2 separate regions of the Cyprinus carpio genome follow, and region 2 is linked to region 1. The links are chromatin contacts, called in public Hi-C maps. All regions are on one chromosome and are shown on one strand. Each heading gives the region's core, a stretch centred on a gene start, on an enhancer-like site or on the middle of the called end of the contact. The rest is flanking DNA. Distances are from core to core; before and after follow the strand shown.

Region 1 (5,219 bases), core at 1,807-4,306:
AAGCAAAGTTATTATTATTATTATTATTATTATTATTATTATTATTATTATTATTATTTAAATATCACCACACCTGTGCTATTTTACCTGGCATAAAAATAAAACAAAAAATGCCTAATTTGCCTGTATGGGAACCAATTGTCGATTACTATTATTATTAGGGCACGAGCACCGATGGTGAGAGGACCCTATTGTTTCTGCTCCATTAATTATTATTATTATTATTATTATTATTATTATTATTTTTATTATTATTATTAGTAGTAGTAGTAGTAGTATTGTTGTTGTTTTTTATTGTAGAAAATGCTACTATTAAAATTAACATCCAGTGTGTGAAATGAGAATGATTTTATTATTTTCATCTGCAGAACAAGACGCAAAAAACTATAAAACATTATCATATGACATTTGAATAGGCCTAAAACATTAATACAATATGCATATAGCCCTATGAGTAATACAAGTTGTGGACACAATGACAAAGGCAATGATTACAACGTATAGAAATCTGTCTTCTTCATTTACAGTAGCACTACTGCTTTTGCGTAAACAGTAAAGTACTGTAAATGACCATATACAGTAAGTTACTGTAAAATTCATACAAAATACCCACAATGCAGTGCATATTACAGTAGTTTACCGTTAGAAGCTCAATGATATTTATGTATGAAGGCACAGAGATTTACCATTTGTCTTACGAACAAGACAGGCATCTCCTATCTGTTCACAGGCGAGGATGATGTGTTTGGTCTCATTGCGGATGTTTTTGATCCCACACGCGCCTTCGTTGATATCGACCCGCACCGTTACGAAGGAGAATTTCTCTTTACTGATGCACAGGTTACGGGACAGGGTCTTACCCCCGGCTTTAGTACACACATTCTCCACTCGCTGTTTCTCGCTGGCACGGAAGAACGACTGCGTCGGTCTGCCACACGTTTTAATTTTCCTCAGGAAAGTTTCCCAAGCGTTATTGTCCCACGTTTTGGGCACCTCCTCTGGAATATGGCGCTTGAGGAAAACATTATGAGCGTTGTTGTACTTCGCTGGCATACAAGGCTTAGAGTTTGTATCCACTGAGTGGCTTTGAGACCAGACCAGAGTCACAAGTAGCAGAAAAGCAATCATCTTGAAGACCTGCTGTGAAGAAAGAGAAAAGGCAGAAGTTCCTCAAAAATATCCCGCTTTGCAGACGCAGTTCAAAAGCTCAGGTCCTCTCGCAAAGTCATCTAAAAATAGCATGCTATATGGGCTTAACCACGGCTCTGCTCGTGTCTGTGGCATGCGCGTGGTTATCTTCCTAAAGGCAAGCCACTCTAGATAGATATGTTAATAGGCGAGATGACATTGGATGATACTTACCGAAATGCTGAGCTGCAGACCTACGTGTTGGTGGTCTATGTTTGTGAAGTTCTTCTTTTTAACAGTATCTTTTCGCTTCCTTTATAGCTAAACGAACTCGTGTTTTTTCTGGTGTGTATTTCTCTCTTTGAGTTTCAATCTTCAATTCTATGACCAAAATGCTGAGACTTGTTATGACACGTCAACCCTTTTAGCTCCCTCAGTTTTGATGGTAAGCCAATATTACAGCCATAGGATGATGACTCATGGTCCTTTTGGAAGACATTTAGAGCAATTAGCCTATTTATTACTGTCTTTAGATGGCATACTGATGTCTTGAGAAAACCTTGAATCAATTGGGCCATTTGATAGACTATTTAATTTTACAATTACATGTAGGCTAGGCCTATTATAAAGTTTAATTTAATATAATCGTAACATAAGCTCAAATTTAAAGGGGTCATGAACTGCCTTTGTTTTTTATTTCTCTGAGGTCCACTTATAGCGTTATCAAGATTTTTTTTACATCAAAAAAAAACAACATAATTTAGAAGCTTCTGTCCTATTTTTAACCCTTTAAATGCATAGCTGTGTATTTTCTAACTTAATTTCCATTGTAAAATCTGTGTATTGAAAATAAATCCAAAATCTTTGTGGAGCATCAGTTTAGATGTGTAAGACGTGCTTGCTTCTCTCTCCTGACACTAGCGACGTTTCTGAAACATAATAGCGAGAAAGTTGTTTCATATATATGACATTTATTTATATTTTCAACATCAGCAATTTCATCAGCCCACAGAATAAGAAAAAAAAAACATGAATATATAAAACTTCTGCAGGTCATTTATCTACTGTTACATTACAGCCAGGGAAACACTTCCTCATAACAAAAAAAAAAAAAAACTGTGATTAATTCTGTGAAACATTCATTCATTTACTGCAGTCTAGTTTGTTGTTATTTGGTTTACATTTTTTTGTATTTGCCTCAAAATGATCAGGGAGACATTTGTTGCCAAATTTATCACAGGCAAGAATCACATGCTGCTTTTGAAGGTTGACACTTTTGATTATTTTCTTCTTACTGTCAATCTTAATAGTGATGAAGGAAAAAGGCTTCTTGCTGATGCAGAGGTTGCTCTCAAACATCTTTCCTCCTGATGAACACACAGCTTCCACGTTGTCTTTCTCACTGAAGGGAAAGAATGACTGAATCGTTCTGTTCCAGGTTCTGATTCTGTTAATAAACTTTTTCCAGTTTTCTTTGTTCAGATCGGTTGGTATGTCATTGCGTACATGCCGTTTAAGAAAAGTGTTGTAACCATTCTCGTTTTCTGCTTCAGTGCAGGGTCGAGGTGGGTGCAGCATGTCTGGTTCACTCAGACAGGCGTGGAGTGTGAGAGTCAAGATGACCACGAATGACAGCAAGGTCTGAAGATGCTTGTATAAATGCAAAAAAGTTTAATCAATCAATCAATCAATCAATCAATAATAGTTATGTACTGAAGAAATGACAAATGTCCACTAACTTCCAAGTCAGCTTTGATCATTTAAGTCTCAAAAATTCTCTTATAGCCTACAGATTTATTCAATGCATAATTAGAAACAGTGCATTACCATATTGTGAGAAGTGTACAGTCCCAACAGATGCAAACAGAGCTTCAAGCGTGCTAGATTATATGATCACTTATATAGCTGGTGGTCTCTGCATGAAACAGAGCAGATCGACAGGAAGTGGGACACCGCCTTTCCTTTTATTAAGCACCTATCTTTCATTAACTCTTTCAGTTCAATTCATTTGATATGTAATGCCTATATAAATGGTTTATCCAGTAGCCATATGCACACTACACATACTGGAGACCTGATGTTATTCAAGATTACTTCAGAGTTAAATGATTAGCCTTTTGCTATAAGATGCATTAAACTTTCAGGTCTCACTATCAATATTTTGACATTATTGTAAGTACTGTGTTCATTCTGATACGTATTGGAAGTTATAACATATGACAACACCAGTATTTGAATAAAGAACAAAAATCAGACATGGGGATTACATATTTCATATCTAATGTAGTACACATTTATAACAGCTCTTGTGTTTAGCGGTTTAACTTCTTTGCTGATTTATGTCTGTGTGTGGTTTATGTAGTTAAATTGTAATAAGGACATCAGGAAGTGGGCAATTATTTTTCATCTGTGAAGCATATTGTTTATTATACACTCTTAATTCATTTAAAATGTCATCTTGAGATTTATATTTGAGAAATATAAACGTGTGCACACACATACACAAAAAAAAAATAAAAGTTCAAAAAGATTTTATAAAAAACATATATATATAAAACACAAAAATTATAATACAAAAAAAAAAATGGAATAAGTAGTAATGTGACTTTGACCTATGGACATACTTGGCCACACAGACTTTTTTCTTTTTAGGACCACAACCAGGTGTCAAAACATGAAGGTGCACACTCAATTTTCAGCCCCTCAGACCTCAAGCATGATGTGTATTTCTCCACTGAGTCAAAGTAATACTAAGGTCAGTCGTGATAATGGCAATGTGCGACGGAAAACGTTATTGGTGTCACCTGTCAAAATGTGGTTAGAAACTTGCAGCCCCACACGCACAGTTTCTTTCCCTTGTTTTTTTTTTGTTTTTTACCAACTAAATTATAATTCTTTCCATCTAGTATATTAATTAATGCATTATTTCTTATTTTGCTCAGTTTTATCCTTGGTGTTCAAAGTTCTTTAAAAATGTCAGTCACAAACTGATTTTCTGTGCTAGTCTAATCTACAATTCAGTCTGCAACCACATCAGTTCAAGCTCCGCTGCATAAATTCACATAACTCTAGATAAAGCTTAGAAAAGAAACAACAACTTTATTCTTTGTGTGATTTGTTTCTTCTTTGTTTTGTCCTCTGATTATATGAGGTTTATAATTCAAATTGGTTAAATATTTGTTTTAACATGTTTTACTGCTTCTTTTACAAACAAAAGCCACAATGCTAGATTTTAAAGTGTGATAAAGAAGCTTAAAGATGGTTAGCCACTTCCTTCTGGATGAACTGCTAGCGTTATTTTTCCCACAGCACACCTACCTATATAAACCTGAACCTGAGTCAAAGCACTGACAAACATCTGACTGGACACAAGTACTTTTTGCATTATGGTAATATGTTTTTCATAATGGTCTTGTATGTCTGTTGTTTTAATGGTATTATTATTATTATTATTATTATTGCTGGTAAATAACATAAGAATGAGTCTCTCCATTGTTGTTGAATTGAAATTAACCAATTTAAAGTTGCACTGTATTTTGAGTACATAGATTTTTAACTTTTTAATGCTGACAGAATCTGTTAAATCAGCATTATAAAATAATGACATTTTTTTGCATTTTCACAAACATCCTCAGATCCTTAAAATGTTGTCATTCGTGATCATCTTGACTGTGGTGCTCCACACTAGTCTGAGTGAGCTGGACATGTGGTACCCATCTAAGCCCTGCACTAAAGCAAAGAACCTGGATGGGTATGACACTTTCCTGAACCACCACCTTCGTAAGGACGCACCAAATGATCCACGCAAACTAAGAGAATGGCAGAAGTTCATCACCAAAATCAACACCTGGAACAGGCCGATTCAGTCATTCCTTCCCTTCAGAGAAGCAAGAAGGGTGATAGCTGTGTGTTCATCAGCAGGAAAAATGTATGAAGGGAACCTCTGCATCAGCAAGAAGCCTTTCACATTCTTCACTGTTGAGATCGCAGCTAAGAAGCAAGTCAAGAGAGTCAAGGTTCAGGAACAACATGTTATTCTTGGCTGTGATAAAATTAAAACTAAATGTCTACCTATTCATTTTGAGGCAAAT
Region 2 (5,219 bases), core at 1,992-4,491, 190 kb after region 1:
TATCATCACACACACAAATAATATATTCCATATCTACAGCACTTCCGCTTCATCGAGTGCCATCCTAATCCAACACAAGAATATAATGAGAAGACTTAAAGCTGTTTATATTATCTGAGCTGCCTTGTATTTGTAATTCTCCAAAAACACACGGGTGTGATTCACAGCATAGGCTGCGAGAGAGACAGAGAGGGTGTTTTTCAATCCAGGCGCGTCCGCGACAGGTGACACTTGTAGAGGTGTATATTGGAAGCAGACAGACTAGGAAAGACTGCTGTTTTAATAATGTTGAGGTGTTTGAGCCTTGAAAGAGCACTTTAAAATCTTTCTGACGCTGAGAGAGAAAAAGTTCGGTGAAGGACAGACTGGGAAAAGCACTGAAAGAATGATGGAGAACTGGGCGATATGGGGTCTGCGCTGCATTTATTATTCAAATGTGTGGCATGCTGATTGTGAGGGAATATTTTCTCTGCAACTGCCACTATCTGAAATTATTAAAAAACATTTGGGCATCATTTGCATAAATTAATAAATAAAGTCAATTTTCACCTCCCTCCAAGGTGCAAGGCAATTTGACTCAAATTATGAACAGGTTTGAACCAGTGGCAGGGTTGTGAGTGACGTGGGGACACTGTTATTGTAGAAATCACTGCAAAATTGAATTTGTCACAGAGAATTGTCCAGTTCAAAAGCCAAATTTAGAGAAGGATACTCACAGCTGTTGGGTCTTTTTTGTGCATTTGGGCTGCTGTGAGCTGTTTGAATGAACCAGGGTAGCTGTGGGATGAAAAAGCAGGTCTTTAGTTTTTCAAATCAGACCTAGAAGTCACATTCTAAGCATTTTGGAAAGCAGCATATTGTTTCTATTACATGCACCATGCATATCGTAAATCATGTGGGTCAGATCTCAGATTTCCTTTTTGGTTTTTGCTCTTTGTCAGCACAAAGAAAACACAGCCGAGAGCAGGGCATAAATGAAAGATTGTAAAAAGCATGTTCTCTTTCCTCAGTTGAGCGAGAATGTAGAAGGAGAGAGCGGTTTACCCAGTGTGAGAAGAATACACTTTCTGTTCCCATTTATTTCCGGAGAAGGCGATGTGTCTGGTGTTCATGACCACCACATGATCTCCAATATCACCTGGGAACAAGACATGTATATATGTACATGATAAATTTGCACATTCAGCTTGAACTCTTGACATTGCTCGATGATAAATATATATATATATATATATATATAGTAAAGTAGTGCTCTAGACACAAGTAAATAATTACTATTCATCAAATAAAAATACTGACTATAACAGAAACAAATACACCCCCCCCCCACACACACACACACTCCATCAGTCAAAACACTATTTCTCTCTGAATGTGAACATCCATGTTGTTGAGGATTAAATGAAAAACAAAGGCTTGATGGATCTAATATAACACTAAAGTTATGATTAAACATTTACACACAGGTTTAACTGAGCAACTGAAAAAAAAAAATCCTAGCCAAAAATATTTATTCCTTCAAATGCATGAAATAAAAACACGGCCCCTCCTTTCTCCGACTTGCTGCCTGGCAGAATAACTGCACAGCCCTGAATTTTCATCTCTTGGCCTGTTATGCTCATTCATCTATCAGAGAGTGAGAGTTTCATTAAAAACTCCCAGCGTGTCTCAGGAAGGAAGCACCATCAGCAGGGTCTGTGAGTGAGCTGCAGGCACATACGGCGTGCAGCTCCAGACTAATGTATCAATTCCAGAACCCGTCGGAGTCAGAAGTCATGACATCTTACATCTCTCTGGAATTAGCTGCCACACTAACAGCTTTTCACATTCAGATCAAGGGAAGAACTGTAATTCCTGTCAGGAATTTATATCAATAAATCTTGATCACAGCTTTGGAGAATGATTTTGCAGCATGTTTACTCTTGCAATTTTAAACATTCTCATTAAAGATTCAGCCTTTCATGTTAGGTGTTACATAAATTACCATTACAGATGGTCTGTGTTTTTTTTTAAGACAGAAGTCCTTAACATAAACACAAAATACAATATGCAATATTCCATTTACAGTATACAGAAACAGCATAGTACACATAATGGGACAACGTCAACTAAAATAAAGGCAATTTTTTACATATACAAATAGGCAAATGCATTGAACTTCTTGCTTTGTTTACATAATTTTAAACATTATTTTAAACAGTGGTCGTTTACTTCCATCTTGTGGCCATTCGGCTACTTCACATTCCCAGTCAATTCATAACGGAATCAATGTTGAGGTGGGAGATGAATAGAAAGACTTTGGGTTGGCTTAGTAAACACATGTACTCACTCAGTGGATGGTAAATGGGTTTATGCTTTCCTTGAAGACGCACTGAACACATAGAGGCGATCTTTCCAGGAGGCTGCATCCTGGCGTCTATTAGGAACCAGGATCTTGCAAAGGTCGCCCATTGCTGAAGGGGAAAAAGAGAGAGCAATTTATGAAATGCAAGTTGATTTATTTCAATGACCGAACACAATCTGTTCGCAATAACTAATAGTTGAAGTACAATTTTTATCGCCCGTGGCAGATTTTAATCAGATGACAGATCAGTCAGCGGTCAGTTTAATGCAAGGAACACGGTCTAATGAAAGTGAATGGTGACTGAGGCGTCCATAACATCCCGTTTAACATTTCCTTTTGTGTTCTACAGAATAAATAATATCATACAGATCTGGAATTTTTTTATTTTTATTGTCTGGTGAACTGTCCACTTTACCTGTCACTGGTCAACTGATTCATTAGTACACGTTTACCACTCATCTACATTCACTAATTTTCAACGCTACACTACAACAGATTTAATTTCAAATGATAATTAAATAGTTCCATGCACATGAGTGCAGACATTATACACATTCGCTCTTTAACGCACAAGTTCAATAGAAAGATCACGCTTTCCATAACAGAAGCATCGGCTGACAGAGTAACGTTAGTATATTTATGGCATTTGACCAGTATGACAGTAAGCCATAATAAACAACTTACCTGAGCTGATCTTGAAAAACTAGACATTTTAAAAAAGCATTTGATAAATTTGACCTCAACGTGACTGTAGTGGTACAGCAGCAATTTACTTCCCCCCGACCAACAGAATGAAAACGTGGTTCCATATTTCATAGTTATAATTTTAATGCTCTCAGATTATTTTACATTGATAATGTAATTTGAATAACAATAAGTATATGATTTTAATCTGTGTTTAGTTCACCCCCATCTCCGCGTGTTGTTATTTATAAGCGTGTATTAATCTGTTCCTACCGACTGTGTTTTTTTTGGTAGCGCACACGTCATCGTCACGTCATCTTCGAACGTCCGTGTTGGTTGTAAACGCGCGCAAATTTGTTTTGTACTGTGTGGAGCTGTAACAAGTTAACATTAGTTTACATGAACACGGCAGCATACAGTTATGGACAGATACGTGCTAGTTGTTATAATCAATCTAGAGCCAAAGAAAGAGGGCTCTTTTAACGGTAAGAGGACGCCGCATATCAGTAATTGTTAGAAGTCCTGCTTTGGCGTTCTGTTGCTGTTTTGACATGTTAACGTAACGTTATTGGTTTTATTGCAGGGGTTGATGAAACCAAAAAAGTGTTTGATAACTTCAAGAACATTTCTAAGTCGAATTTAACGCGCATTCCTCCATTTCCAGGTAGGTTTGTGCATTTATGCATAACCTCATTCGCCTCTCATTTTCCATAAGTTATGTTTTGAAGCTTGACTTTGTTTGTTTAAATTCATGAAGCCTGCTCTCTGAGTGGTAGTCCTGGCCCACAGAGATGGTACTTTGCCATTCAAGCCAGTTATGGTACGACACAGGTAATTAACATTTCTTGTTCAGTGCACTCTCACATTAGATTGGTTACAAATGACATAACCTGGGTCTGACAAACAAAGGTTATAAAGTAATAATGTAGATTAGTTCAAGGGTTTTTAAAAAGCCTAAAAAAGATCAATTCTTAAAATAAATATATAAATATAAAATATTTAACATAAATAAAATGAAAGTACAAAATTAGATAAAATAAAAAAATAAGTAAATAAATAGATTAAAATAAATATGTAAACAGTAAAATTAGATTCAAAATTCAAAAAATGAATAAATAATAAAAATCTGATTAAAATAAGGAATATGCATCTAACAATTCAATTCAAGTTTATATGTATAGCGCTTTTTACGATACAAATCATTGCAAAGCAACTTTACAGAAAATTAAGTTTCTACAATATTTAGTAGTAGCTTATCAGTGGTGACTGTCAGTTCATGTGCATACGGCAGAAATGTTCAGAAAAATCAATAAAAGACGTAAACAAACAGACGAGTAACACCATTAACAGCAATTATGCAGTACTTCAGTACTATAGTGAGTAGAAAAAATATTTTAACCTAAAAGAAACTAAATATTTCCTGAATAGTTTATATTATAGTATTATACTAGTATCATATATATTATAACAATTTAAATTAGTATAAATTGGGTCTTTATACATGAAAGTACATAGTTGCCTTTAAATTTTAGAATGGGATCACTTGTGTGAGGATGATCATATGTACGTATGAAAGATTGAAAAACCCTGGTATAGTGCTTCTGATCATACACACACACACACACACACACACACACACACACACACACTCTTTACTGTGTATTTCCAGTGGTGCAGCTCAGAGTGGGAGGAACTGTGTTCCCAGCGCAGTGACAGTGAGGAATCAGAGCCGTCTGCTTTAGACACCTGCATTGCTGCCCTTCAGGAGCAAGAGGAACAGAACGTGCTCACAGAGAACCCGTCCCATGCAGAGTGAGAGATTGTGATTGATACGTCACTACATAACATCTCAAACTGAAGAACCTTTTTGGGCCAAAGAATTAATCTTGTTTCAGGGATTAGTTGATGTCATTCATAAGTTGATTATTGGCACGTTTATTTCCATTTACTTTCTGTGTTTATTTTTTCCTGATGATTGACTATCATGATAGACTCTTTGAAGAGGCTGCTGAAGGTCTTCATCAGTTAGCAGATAAACTTCCTCCTCCAGGTACTGTTTTATAATATTAAATGTTTTTGGGCATTATAAAGTTATCATAGTAATATTTTCTTTATTTTGTTTTACATATTTGAGAATATTGCTAGCGGCAAACAATGTTATCATAGTGTTGCTTTGCTTTTTTATTGTATT

Evidence for each region. A called contact is a pair of places that touch in the nucleus more often than the background predicts.
Region 2: a Hi-C map of skeletal muscle shows a contact between it and region 1, with 7 times the contacts expected there. The contact joins the promoter of LOC109076521 here to the promoter of LOC122139958 in region 1. A contact is called at or near these places in 3 of 8 Hi-C or Micro-C datasets (liver and skeletal muscle).

What each region holds. Positions count from the first base shown.
Region 1 is chrB16:10,701,799-10,707,017 of ASM1834038v1, forward strand. It overlaps LOC122139958, which reads right to left and starts at 3,057. Exons shown (of 2, transcript XM_042740697.1): 1 at 2,956-3,057; 2 at 1,787-2,769. The coding sequence starts at 2,958. The coding sequence ends at 2,272. LOC109080439 reads right to left here and starts at 1,597. Exons shown (of 9, transcript XM_042741881.1): 1 at 1,363-1,597; 2 at 687-1,137. The coding sequence starts at 1,128.
Region 2 is chrB16:10,888,329-10,893,547 of ASM1834038v1, forward strand. It overlaps LOC109076521 (39S ribosomal protein L13, mitochondrial), which reads right to left and starts at 3,242. Exons shown (of 7, transcript XM_019092213.2): 1 at 3,029-3,242; 2 at 2,330-2,453; 3 at 1,045-1,138; 4 at 717-777. The coding sequence starts at 3,160. It overlaps LOC109080862 (mdm2-binding protein), which reads left to right and starts at 3,317. Exons shown (of 22, transcript XM_042740707.1): 1 at 3,317-3,513; 2 at 3,612-3,692; 3 at 3,786-3,859; 4 at 4,698-4,840; 5 at 5,020-5,078. The coding sequence starts at 3,450.